Linked DNA regions of Sus scrofa: region 1 is linked to region 2. A link is a contact called in public Hi-C data. All regions are on one chromosome and are shown on one strand. Each heading gives the region's core, a stretch centred on a gene start, on an enhancer-like site or on the middle of the called end of the contact. The rest is flanking DNA. Distances are from core to core; before and after follow the strand shown.

Region 1 (6,488 bases), core at 436-2,935, 61 kb after region 2:
AGGTGTCCTCTTGGCTTCGGGAGCCAGGCAACCCCTTTTCATGGCTGGCTGCCGGCGGTCACCACTCATGGGCACCCAGATTGTTGGGAATTATCCTCTACAGGCGTGGAGGATGCCTGGTCAGCTCCGCCTGCGGGACTTCCCAGGCCCCATCTCAGGCCCGCAGGGAGCTGGCCAGTCAGCATCCCTCAGCGCTTCTCCCCACCCTCCCCCTACCCCCAATTAGTGCTGCCTCGGGGTGAGGAGGCCTCACCCTGGAAGCCTCAGAGCTGCCCTGGCCAGGGAGATCCCGAGCCAGGCCCTGTTGGTCGGAAACCCACTTCTGCCTGCAGATCCACCTCGTGGCTCCCCAAGGCCACTCCCTGAGCCAGGCGGGGAGGTTCTTCAAGGAGGCAGCACACCCTCCCCCAGCACACACCCGAGACTGGGCTGGGCCAGATCTCAGGCCAACAGGAGCCTCCCAGTCCAGGCCTCTGGGCCTCTGCCCACTTCTCTCTCCAGCCACCAGGCCTCCCAAGCCTCGGACCAAGTGGAAACAATGCAGCTCTTTTGGCAGCAAAAAAGAAGGGGAAAAGGGGGAGGAGGGGGAGGGCAAGCAGACATCATTTGCCCCTGGGTGGCAGGGCTCCAATGTGGAAGCCCCCGTCTGATCCCATCTCCTGGCAACTTCAAAAGAACTGTCAATTCAGGAGCTGGGAATAAATCAAGAAACGGCTCTGTGTTTGCAGGAACAGCAAGTGTTCTGAAACGTGCTTTCCACCCGCCACTTAGCATTTAGGAAGATAAACAAGGTGTGGTTTAAACAGCAGTTTTAATACTCCTGGGTCCCTCAAAGTATTTCACAGAGGATTCAGTTAGATGCCCTGGGGCAGTAACTTTTCAGAGAGGGGTGGGCTTGGTCCAGGGACTGCCTCGGCCTTCTGAAGTTAACCCGTCACCTTCCAAAGGGCCATGAAGGTGAAATGTCCACCTGGCCGGTCAGGGACTCGCAGTTAAACGGGACCCTGCGCTGCCTTTGGACTTGGCTAGCCCCTTGGTTTTCAAGCCAAACTGTCAGACACATGAAACTACTGAGCAAACGTGGGGAAGCGGCCTTGCTCTGCTTTTGGCTGCCGCTGCCATGCTCACGGCCTCTGTTTTCCACGCCAAGTGTGGAGGCCACAGTGCCAGACACTCAAGTATGGGGAGGGATTGTAACCCGGAGAGTCATCCACTTCAACCCACACATTAAAGTGAAACTGGAATTTCCCAGGGTCCTCAAAGGCAAAGTAAGCTCTCTCGGATGCCATCGTTTTCAAGGAGGTGAGGACGGTAGGATGTTCAACCCTGAGGCTTGAAATTCCACCATCAGCATCTTCCAGCCTTTAGCGGAAGGCAGAAAGGCAGAGGCCTCACCTCATGTGTCTTAACGTGATTGACTGGCAGTGGTTCCTACAGCGCCAGGTTCACGATTGTCTGGGCTCAATGGGAAAGGATGCTGGGATCAATTAGTGATGTCTGCCGTGGGTACAGAGGAGGAGGGGGTAGGTAGCATGCGGTGGAAACCCAGCTGTTCTTGGGAGCAGCAGGCCTTGGGAAGCTGCCAGCCACTGTGCTCCACACTGTCTGAATGGTTTGACAGAGTGAGGACAGCACTGGGAGGCCACAGGGCACCTGAAGGAACAGAAGGGACAGGAGGAGGCTGGGGCTATAAGCCCTAAGTGTGTTCTTGTTTACGCCGGAGACTTGCCACAGGGTTCAGGGTGTCAACCCTCACTTGAAACAGGCATGAAACTTTACCGCAGTTAACAGGAAAACGTGGTCACGCGGCACAGGCCACGCCCCCCCGGAGGAAGGGGCTGGAGCAGGGCCTCTCTCCCAGCCCTGCTTTCTTCCAAATCAGTCACGGCAGCTTTTCACAGCCGCCATCCCCTTACTAGCTTGTTCATCCATGCACTCATTCAGCAATCAATAACGGAGGACTGTCTGAACAGACACAGGGCCCTCACCGCGGAAGCCAAAGTCAAGGCAGTCAGCACCTGTGTGCTTCTGCGTCTCCGTGGGAAGATGGGTCGGGCCAAGTCGGCTTGGAAGAAGAGGGTTTCCCAGGGCTGGACAGGGTGATTCAGTGGGCGGTGCCCATGCCCCTGAGTCACGGAGCCGACGCCCCACGTGGCGCTAGTCTCATCCGCTAAAGGTTGCTCCCGAGGTGTGACTGTTGAAACTCGGCCCCAACAAATGTCGGAGGGAGGCCCAGCACTTCCTTGGCCTGATGTTAAAGTCACGAGACAAAAGTCTAAAGGGCCTTTGGCAAAATTACGGTGAATTTCCATGCCTCTTGCTCCCTCCACTCCCCAGGTGTTGCTGTTAATCCCGTGAAAGCAGCTCCTCCGCCAGCCCTGGGGAAGCAGGGCCCCTGCGCCCCGCACGGCCCCCCTTGCTCACCGCTCTCCCCCCTCCGGTGACAGACGCAGCGCCGCCTGCCTGGACCCACGCACGCGCAGAGGGCTTCCAGATGCAACGCCCAGTCCAGCTCCTCCGAGCTGGCGCCAGAGAAGCCCTTCCTCCTGGTTGAGACCCAGCGCCTCCTCGACACTCGTGGTCTGCCACGGGGGTGTGCTGGGGGCTCTGCGGGGGGCGGCGGTACCCCACGGGGACTGACCAGGGAAACATGGTTACCTGCTATTGATCAGCTTTTCCTGTAGAGTCAGTTTGGGGTCTTTGCGGCCTCAGCCGTGGGGCTCAAGCAGCCGAGGCGGAAGCCACCCTCTGCAGACCTATCCTTCCCACGGTCAGCGAGCCCTCGGGCGGGACTTTCCCTGGGTGGCCGGTCAGGCAGGCTTCTGGACTCTTTTGTGGCTGACATGTCTCTGGACGAGGGCAGGCAGACCTGCATGGGGCCTGGTGACCACAGACCACACCTTCCAGGGCACAGCGCAAAAGGATTCAGAACAAAAGCAAGAGGGAGTGTTCAGCTGTTGTGCTGAGCCCCAGGCAGTGGGGGCCAGGTTGGCTTCTAACCCTAGAGCGAGAGCATCCAGCTGAGTGACCAGAAGTTTCAAGGATGTCCCTGTACTTTCTAGCCCAGAAGAGCCAGTGCTCAAGCACGGAACCCCCATCCCCCTCTAAAAACCGGGCGCTTGCAGTGACCCTTGGGTGGGCTCAGGCCCCAGGCTGGCTGGGTGGACCTGCCTCAGGCAGCCAGCAGGGCCCACCCTCCTTCTGGAATTTGCAAGATAATCCTGTGCTGCAGTCCACTTCCTCTGGTAAAATGAGGGTTTTAAAGGAAGACCACAAGGTAGAACATGCTTCTGTTCCATCACCTGCTGCATAAGCGGGAAGGGTTTTCTTTTGCTCCACAGGTGCAGAGTCTTGTTACCAAAGAAAGGGTCAGTCTCTTCTGTCTGGGTGCCGAGAAGGAGGGAAGGTTAGAGAGGGGCCGAGGCTGAAGCTGGTAGAACCTTGACCCAGTGAGGCTTGGGCAGAGGAGGGCCGGTGTGGAGGGAGTGAGAGGACCCAAGCAGGACACCAGCTGGCTGGTCTGACCGACTGGATGTCAGGTGAGCAAAGCCACCGGCCGCCCTTTGACCTCCATCAAGGGGCGGAGGGTCACCTCCCCAGAGGCACTCGTTCAGGCTCTGCCCTGTGGCCCCAGAGGCACCCTTCTCTGTGAACAGGACTCGCTCAGAGGAGGTCATGCTGCACAGCGTGGCCCTGTGACCACAGAGACAAAGATGGAGGAGCCCTAAGACTTCAGGTGGCTACCAAACACCGGCAGAGGCCTGGACAAGAGTGTCCCACACGGCTCAGGAGGAGCAGGTCTGCCCCACCTCCACCCCCACCCACCCACACTGGGCCTGTAGACTGAACATCAGAGTTGTCTGAGCTGTGCAGGGTGGGGACTTGGAGACTGCTGGCGACCCCAGGAGACCAGCAGTCCCTCTTCCTGCCTTTTCACCACCCTTTAAAGATCTGTCAGGCACCTGGGTGTGGGGCACGGTGTGCCCATGTAGTTTACAACCATGCTCATTGCAGCCATTTTGCCAGAGTTACTGGGCGGTTCCCTGCAGGAGGCGCTGGAAGGAACAAGCTGGTGAGAATGGGCAAAGCAGCACCAAAAAGAGGAGAACTGAGCCCTTGGTTTGCACCTGAAGATCCGGTCAGAGGGCGGAGGACCCAGGACGGAGAGAGCACTTTGATGCTTGGCTTAGAGGCACCAACTGTTTTAAGGCCCCCTGAGTGTGGGTGAGGCTGTGTTGGCCAGCAGAGAGGAAGCCTAAAGGGTATGACTTCTAAATACAGACAGAAACACTTGTCACATTGAGGATGCTGTGTGGCCCATTGCATGGCCCGTCGCTAGGTGTCTGCGACTTTGAAGCTTTTGGAGGCCAGCAAATGGAGGAAGAGGAATGGCGAGTGGGATCCATGCAGTGGGTGTGCAGCCCTCCCTGGCAGCCTGGGCCTATCCACTGCTGCTGAGGCTCATGAGGGTGGGGCCTTCGCGTCTTCTCCGTAATATCATGTCCAGCCCCAGCCAGTCGGTGCTCAGATCGTGCTCAGGACTCACCTGGAGTGGGAGCGGGACGTGGGGTATGCTGACTTGGTCTGCACAGCCACTGCCTTGGGTCCCTCCAACTTCCTTAAGCAACCTCATGGCCTCCTCCAGGTGTTCCAGGGGCCATCCGCCAGCATGGCCATGAGGAAAAGGGATGCGTGGTCCCAGTCTGAGCAAAACCAGACTATTCTGGAGCCCAGAGGGGTCTTGGCAAACACAACTGCTTCTCAGGAGGATGCGGCCTGAGATGAAACTTCCTTGACCCAGGAGATTACCTGGAGAGGCTGACTGCTGTCCACCCCCGGGCACGTCCTGGTGTTCAAACCCCACGTCCCTCTCACCTCTCCACCAGAGCGGCCCCTCACTGTCAGCAGCCCCCTGGCTACTCTCAAGTCCAAGCTTCTTCCTGGACCTTCCCCAGCAGATTTGTGCCCAAGCACAGGTTTGATTTTTTAAATGTTTGCTTTGTTTGTCTTTTTGTTTTTCAGGGCTGCACTGGTGGCATACGGAGGTTCCCAGGCTAGGGGTCCAATCAGGACTATAGCCGCCAGCCTACACCACAGCCACAGCAACTCGGGACTCAAGCCGCGTCTGCGACCTACACCACAGCTCATGGCAATGCCAGATCCTTAACCCACTGAGCGAGGCCAGGGATCGAACCTGTGTCCTCATGGATGCTAGCCGGGTTCATTAACCACTGAGCCACCGGAACTCCCCAAACACAGTTCTTAACCTGCCGGTGCCTGCAGGTGGTGCTGCAGTTCTCCCGGAGAGCAGACCCCACCCCCTCATTTAAAAAACACTGCCTGGAATTTCATCACAAGCCCTTCAAAACATAATCCAGAAATTTTTGGTTAATGGAATAATCAGGAAATAAATCATCTGGTTAATGAGTTTCCTGGCTAATGGGGCTTGAAAACTCTTTTGTTGGAGATTTCCTCAAATGTGTTGCTAACCACGGCCCCAGTGCTCACCTCCATACTGTCTCGGACCCTCCAATCCCATCAAACCTGGGGACAGAGGCGGCCGTTCACAGCTCTGGGGTAGGACACATTGTCATCATTCTTTGGGACAGCCTGGCACGGGTGGTGCTGGTTCTGTGGACTGCTTCCACCTCTGTGGACCATGGCGAATGTAACCCAGCTCAGCCCCGTGAGGATGTCCCTCGGAGGGTGTGGATTCCACCTGGCGTTCATGGCGGTGGCTGCAGGACGAGGCTCAGCCTGGCTTTGCTCCTCTGCAGAAATGGTGTTGATGCAGTGCTAACCCAAGCCTCTCGAGGCTGGCCTCACGGCTGGGCAGGAGGGCAGTTCTGCCTGCCTACCCTCTTCCCTGCTCCGGGGGTGACAGCCCCAGAGCAGACCCAGGCTGGGAGACCCCGGGGGTCCCGGCTCTGAGGGGAAGCAAGCAGGGCCCCCCGCCCCAGGACCTGCTCTGAGTGCATCTCACCAGAGCAGGGCAGGTTCAGACACCTGCAGACGGAGCCTCTGGGTCCAGTATAACAACACAGAAAACTAGGAAACAGCCTAAGTGCCCATGGCTGTGACTCAGGGTCAAAGCTCAAGTGCTACGAATATGGGGCTCTGATTCACTCAGTTCCCTTCTCAACCCCAGCACATGTGTCCCCGTCATAACAGCACCCGTGTCCCCATCACAACAGCACATGCGTCCTACACGTGCAGCTTGACAAATCACACAATACGAGCACACCCTCCCCTGATGCCTCTCCCTCTTGGGCCGCCATCCAGATGCCTGGCGGCAAAGAGGCTCCAGGCCAGGGTGGCTGGGTCAGCAGGACACACAGGTGTTGCCTCCATCTTCTGCTTTGCTCTGGCTCCAGGAGTAGTTAGGAAATCCCTGTGAGGGGAAAACCAGACCGTCCATCACCAGCATCTAGAGTTGGGGCGGCAGGGGAACGGCCTGGCTGAGGGGGCCCGATGACAGGAGCGTGGCC
Region 2 (6,037 bases), core at 1,859-4,358:
CTCTGGATCACAGTGCTGCAACCACAGGACGGGATTCACTACTAAGTCATTGTCTTCGCTCACACATTGTGGTGGTGCCTGGTCATATTGCATGAAAGGGTGTTTTTCCATTATAACCATCTGTCTGAAATGCTTGGGGGATACACATGCATTAAGGAATATGAAATTTTTCACAAGTAAATGAATAAGCTAGATAACAGAGTACCTGGTCTCAAAGAATTAACAAGCTAACAAAATCCTCCAACTTTACAAAGACCAGAGTTCTGTAAAGAAGCTGGTGTGGCACTGCCACCCTCGCTAGTTACCTCCAGTTCCTGGCACTGCCTTTCAGGTGTGTGTAGGTCACGTGCACTGCGTGGCTCTGGTTTGCATTCTTCCCTGTCACCACACTGGGGCACCATCAGACCTTTAAAAGCACACGTGTAAGCCGTGAGTGTTTCTGTAGGACAGTGTCCTCACATGGAAACGGCAGGACCCAGTTCAATGAACAGGGGAGAGGCTCAGGCTTTAGAGAGGCTGCCATGCTGTGCAGAGTGGGAGGCACTGAGGCCAGGGGTCCTGGGTGGGGCCTCAGGTGGGCTCACCCTGCTTCACTTGGAACAACAGACCATCCTGGTTGCAAGTGTGAGAGGAAGGCAGGGCCTCTCTGAGGTCGTCACACCAACAGCAAGTGGGTGAACCATCCAGCCGGGAGGTGGGGGCCTAGGTGACCCAGAGCTGGGAGGCCCGGGTGAAGGTTTGCAAGGGCACCCCCTTCACTGCTCCCCGCCATTTTCCACCTAGAAAGGGACCTAAGAGTCGTCACTCCTGATGAAAATCCCAGAACCCGGGGCAGCAGCATCAGAACAGCCTGTGGGTCCAGAAGGAAAAAGGCCCAGCAGGAGGTGCTGCTTTTGGCTGGGACGCCACCAGGACACCCGGACGCCGCCGAGGAAAAGCAGACTCAGTGGTCTGGCCTCGGCCGGGAGGCAGAGGTTCCAGAGCTGCCGTCTTCCTCCCTCCCTCTCATCCCCCTGTCTTCCTTTCTCTTCACAGATTTTTATTAGCAGAAAACCGATTTGTAGATGGTGTTGGTTATCAACGTCAAAAACAGTAATTACCAGTACATTTCAATTAAATGAGTTAAATTTACAAATGTGTAAAAAGTAGCTCAGAGAAAGATGAGCTCGCTTATTCAAATACAGTGGAAGCTGGGGATATACCAAAGAATTGACGCAGGATCTCAAAAAGATATGTGTGGTCCCCAGTGCACGGTCCCCTGAGCCAAAGTGGTCTGATGAAGAAGAGCAAAATGCAGTAAAAGACGAGGCAGTGTTGTTTATTGCTAAAAAGGAAGGAGATTCTGATTCAGGCAACAACATGGGTGAGCCTGGAGGACTTGAGCTGAGTGAAACGGACCCGTCACAGCATGTGAGAGACTTGGAGTGGCCAGATTCACAGAGAGTAGAGAGTGTGGCCAGGGCTGGGGAGGGGTGGTGGTGTGTGTAAGGGGGACAGAGTTTCAATCTTGCAAGAGAAGAAGGGTTTTGGAGATGAATGGTGGTGACAGATGCACAACAGTGTGACTGTACTTGGTACTGCTGAACTGTTTTCTTGAACATGGCGAGGATGGTACATTGTATGTGTCTTTTACTGCAATTTAAAAAATGCAGTGGGAGCTCCCCTGGTGGTACATCTTGTTAAGGTTCTGGCACTGTCACTGCAGTGGCTCAGGTTCAATTCCTGCCCTGGGAACTTTTGCAGGCTGTGGGTGCAGCCAAAAAAAAAAAAAAAAAGATTAAAAAAAAAAGAGTCAAAATTCAGGGAAGGAGCTAACCATTATCAGAAGGACCAGCCCTGTGGTGAAGCTGCCTTTGGTCCTTTGAAAGTGAGGACTGCTTTGGACTCATCAGTCTGCAGGCCCAGTCCCCCTCCCCTGGCAGACAGATAAAACGTGACACACAACAGAGTTGCCAGGACCCCTCTTTCAGGTGCACCCCGCGGGGTGTCGAGCCGCAGCGTCCCTGGGGTGAAGCTCCACTCTGCACTCCACCCTTGGCCTCATGGGGGCCACAATATTCATGCCCTTTCCTGTACTTTTCCCTCCGCATTCCATCCATCCCATGAGGGAATTCGTGACGTTCTTTACGTAGATGTCACTCTTTTCTTCCCGTCCCACACAGAGGGACCCTGAGCTAGAGGTTAAGGTCTTTTCCTCCCACTCAGACCCCAGTGGGTCTGGTCCTGCGGCGACTTGGGCTCAGGCCTGTCTCCCCACGATCCCTGCCACGATGCACCTCTTGGGCGGGAGAGAGTGTCCTGAGAGCCTCTCCAGCCCTTCAGAAGCTTCTCCTTAGCCCACGTGACCGGGTTGGAGAAGGAAAGAAAAGCAGTTAGAACAACACAGCAGGAGGGGCTCTAGAGGTGCAAGGCCGGGCAGCCCACCCGGCTTACACTGACCCAAAATAAGTGCCCTTATAGACACTTCTCAAGAGATGTTTTCACCCAAACGTTTAAGCCTATCACAGCATTTTAGGTCAGAGTTTCTAATTTAGAGTCCAGACATGGGCAAAGATGCATGGCAGAGCAATGGGAGTTGAACAGCACCTTCTCATTTTGTTTATTTATTTATTTAAGATTTTTATTTTTTCTATTATAGCTATATTTTTTCTACTATAGTTTCTATAGTTATATAGAACGTCTATCATACTTTCTCATTTTAAAAAGATAACATTTTTCACAAGGTTGGGACAATGCCGGGGGACCAGCCCAGGCCCCTTCTTTTCTGGTTCTGGCCCAGAGAGGCAAGGCCACCAATAGGAGGCCTAGAGAGGCAGCTCCCCAGAAACCTCTTGAGAAAAACCTGGAAGCTGCCCAACTTCAGAGCCCTTAAAAGCAGCGGCTTAGAACCTGGTGGACCAGCACATGGAAGATAAGTTTTTGTCTGAGCGCCACTCCAGGCTCTGGGATATGACACTGGTGTGGCCCCTCCCCCACATCTGGGGGTGTCACCAGACCAGAGTGGACATTTTTCCTGCCAGAGGCCACATGCAGGCCTCGGCCACTTGGCCAGGCAGCTGTGTCTCCCACTCTGGGTTGTCAGAAGCCAGCAGGCCCAGCCTCTCCCAAGTCTTCCAAGAACAGGACCCCCCAGAGCACCCCCCCAGCCAGCGCCTTCACTCCTTTGCACACAGCACAGCCGCTCAAGACTGTTCTGTCCCCACTCTGTGTGTCGAGTGAACAAGCTGGAGCAACTTCACAGAAGATTAGACCAAGAAATGCTTTTCCACCTGGAAAACAGAAATCAGACTGTCTCCTAAGCGGCTGGCCTCTTACCCCCGGGGGCACAACAAGAAAGTGCAGCAGAGCAGACCAGACCCGGGCCAGGTAGACAGCCTCTCCTTCGGGAGACACCGCCCAGTGGCTGAGCTGTGCCGGGTGTTTGGCCCCATGGAGCCTGCCTTCTCTGGGGCACATCCAGGAGAGGCACCCTTTGTGAGGTCATGTCCTGGTTCCTCTTTGTTATTAAATCTTAGCTTGGCCTGATGCAGCCATGACAGGGGCCCCCTGCCATCACCCTTGGCTGCTCTCTGCGCTCCCCCAACCCTGCCCTCCTGTCTACCCCAGCTCACAGAACACTCCCTCCTGGAGCTTGTGTGCAGATCTGATGCTCACATGCCCATCCTGGGAGGCAGCACAGACACAGAGATCAGCCCTGGCCTGGGAGCAGGGCAGCAGGATCCTGGCAGGATGGGCAGCCAGACATTAGCCTGGTTTTCCCGCTGGGTCTCAGAAATGCAAGCAAGAGGTGGGACAAGGAGGATCAGGTCACCAGGACCAGCAGATGTGGACCGAGGTATGGACTGTCCACACCCGCTGGTCCTTGGGGCCAAGGGTCTGCGGGCATCAGAGAGCTGTGCTCCTGCTCCGCCCTTGCCCTGGAGGTCCTGGATGGCTCTGTCTGCCCTCGTTTCCCTGCAGTCTGCCCTCCTTGGCGGTGGCGGTGCCCTCAGCAGAGGAATACTGGTGATCTGACCTTCCTCACTGGCCCCTCCTCATCATCTTGGCTCTGGGAGCACCGGGCGGCTCCAGAACTCCAGGCCCATCCGCTGGGACTCCTGGGGTCATTTCATCAACACCCAGGTCTTGTCAGGGCTCCTGCTCCCCTGAGGGTGCAGCATGGGTGACCTGGGTAGTTTTCATGTCGGCCCTATGGGGTGACCCCTGCTCACGGTGGGCACTGGGGGCCGGACGATGATGGGCTGCAGGAGTGAGTGCATGTGGGGGGCCAGGAAGGAAACCTCCTGGGAAGAGATGGAGGGGAGGGGTTGGAAGTGCAGCCAGCAAAGCGTCCAGCCCTTTACTTCCTTGAGCTTATTTCATGTTTTACAGAGAGTAAATTGGAGCACATAAGTTATTTTCCCTGAAAGTAGAATTCTGCCTCAAGATGGCCTGAGCCTTGTACTTGAGAGTTTTGCCCTAAACAGAAGTTGTTCCATATATGTTGACGCTGTGGTATCACCAAAGCCCTGGCAGGGAGCAAGCCTGTCACAGAAAAAGGATGTGATCCAGCCCTTTATAAATACCCACCTCCATGTCTGTCCTATATTTGCATCTTCGTTCAGATTTTGGGATTTTTTTTTTTTTTTTTTTTTTTTTTTTTTTAGTGTCAGAATTCTCATTTATTTTACTTCTACTTTTACTTTTCTGGACTCCATCATACTATTAAGAAATATTTTAAAATACAAGTATAAACTAATATTGAGTGTAATTTACCTTAGCTTCCTTAAAAGCCCACCATCCCGTGGAAACCTGCTCCCATGCATCAGGAGTAGGAAAATATTGTGAGGTCTGGTGGACAACACACAGGACAAACTGCTCTCCGGACACTGACTGTGCCTCGGAAAGAGGAAGTGTTTGAGCCCTGCAGGCCTGGGGTCCTTGGACATGACTCACCACCCTTGTGGCTGGGCATAGGTCCGCCTGGAGACAGAAGCGCCTCCGGGAGGGACTCCGGGTGGTGTGGCGGCCACAGCACAATGTCTTCCCCATCCACCTCTCTGTTTTGGCTTTAAGTTTATAATCCCCCTGCCCAAAAGCATTAAAACACACATGAGGAGTTCCCATGGTAGCTCAGCATGTTAAGAACCTGACTTAGTATCTGTGAAGACGTGGGTTTGATTCCTGGCCTCACTTAGTGGCTTAAGGATCCAGCGTTGCCGTGAGCTGTGGTGTAGGCCAGCAGCTGCAGCTCCAATTTGACCCGTAGCTTGGGAACTTCTATATGTCCGCAGTGCACCTGTTAAAAAAAAGAAAGAAAGAAAGAAAAATTTACTCACATAAAAGGACAAATGAGATTAAATTTCAGCATTAACAAAAACTGATCCAAGGTACTCCATGTTCCTGGACTCAGACACTAGCTGAGCTTTGAGCTCAGGCTCTAGAAAGAAGCCTGCCATTCCCTCAAGTCTCAACTTGGAGTGATGCTGCCGGCCACCCACTCCCACCTTTTCCTTCATCCTCCCCACCCCTGGCCCCAGCCCTGTGTTGCTGTGAATTTGGGTTTGAGGAGAGCCTGCATCAGCTGTGTGGCAGGTGCAAGACTGAGCTCAAAGCAGGGTCTGGAGGCCTGGAGAGGGCAGTCACCCCACCCTGGAGCTTCCACCTGGCCACTGAAGCTCTCTATGGGGCTGACCGCTGCTCCCACCAGCCGGGAGTCTGGGGCTGGTGCCGTCAAGGGGCTGCAGTCCCACAGTAGCAGTGAGTGGTGTCCGCAGGAGCAGAAGGCCTTTCTCTTCAGGACAAGACTTGCTACAAGACCACCCACCCAGCAGTGAGCAGCCCAGAGCCTTAAAGGGTCTGTAACCGGTTGGCGGTGACAGCCAGCCCAACTGCCCTGAGCAGGCCACAGACTGGCAGCCTGGAAGAGTCATCCAGGCCCACCATGTGCAGGGGACACAGCAGGACCTCAGTTCCAGGGGACAGTCAGGAGGCAAAGTCAATGTCTGTCCAGTGGGAAATGAGTTGCCTCGAAAAGCAACCAGGTTGCCGGAGTGCA

The links. Hi-C and Micro-C count contacts between places; a contact is called where the count stands out from the background.
Region 1: a contact with region 2 is called in a Hi-C map of retroperitoneal adipose tissue, with 2.0 times the contacts expected there. The contact joins two enhancer-like sites. A contact is called at or near these places in 12 of 47 Hi-C or Micro-C datasets (blood, embryonic fibroblasts, heart right ventricle and 6 more).

What each region holds. Positions count from the first base shown.
Region 1 is chr1:145,895,151-145,901,638 of Sscrofa11.1, forward strand. No RefSeq gene overlaps it. Among named protein-coding and RNA genes, the nearest start is that of CTDP1, 87 kb to the left of the region's middle. Within about 2 kb of position 1,686, at least 30 of the 83 cell types and tissues checked have an H3K27ac peak or open chromatin away from gene starts, as enhancers often do. A contact at or near this core is called in omental adipose tissue and retroperitoneal adipose tissue, where this site is marked.
Region 2 is chr1:145,832,418-145,838,454 of Sscrofa11.1, forward strand. No RefSeq gene overlaps it. Among named protein-coding and RNA genes, the nearest start is that of CTDP1, 24 kb to the left of the region's middle. Within about 2 kb of position 3,109, at least 2 of the 83 cell types and tissues checked have an H3K27ac peak or open chromatin away from gene starts, as enhancers often do. A contact at or near this core is called in omental adipose tissue and retroperitoneal adipose tissue, where this site is marked.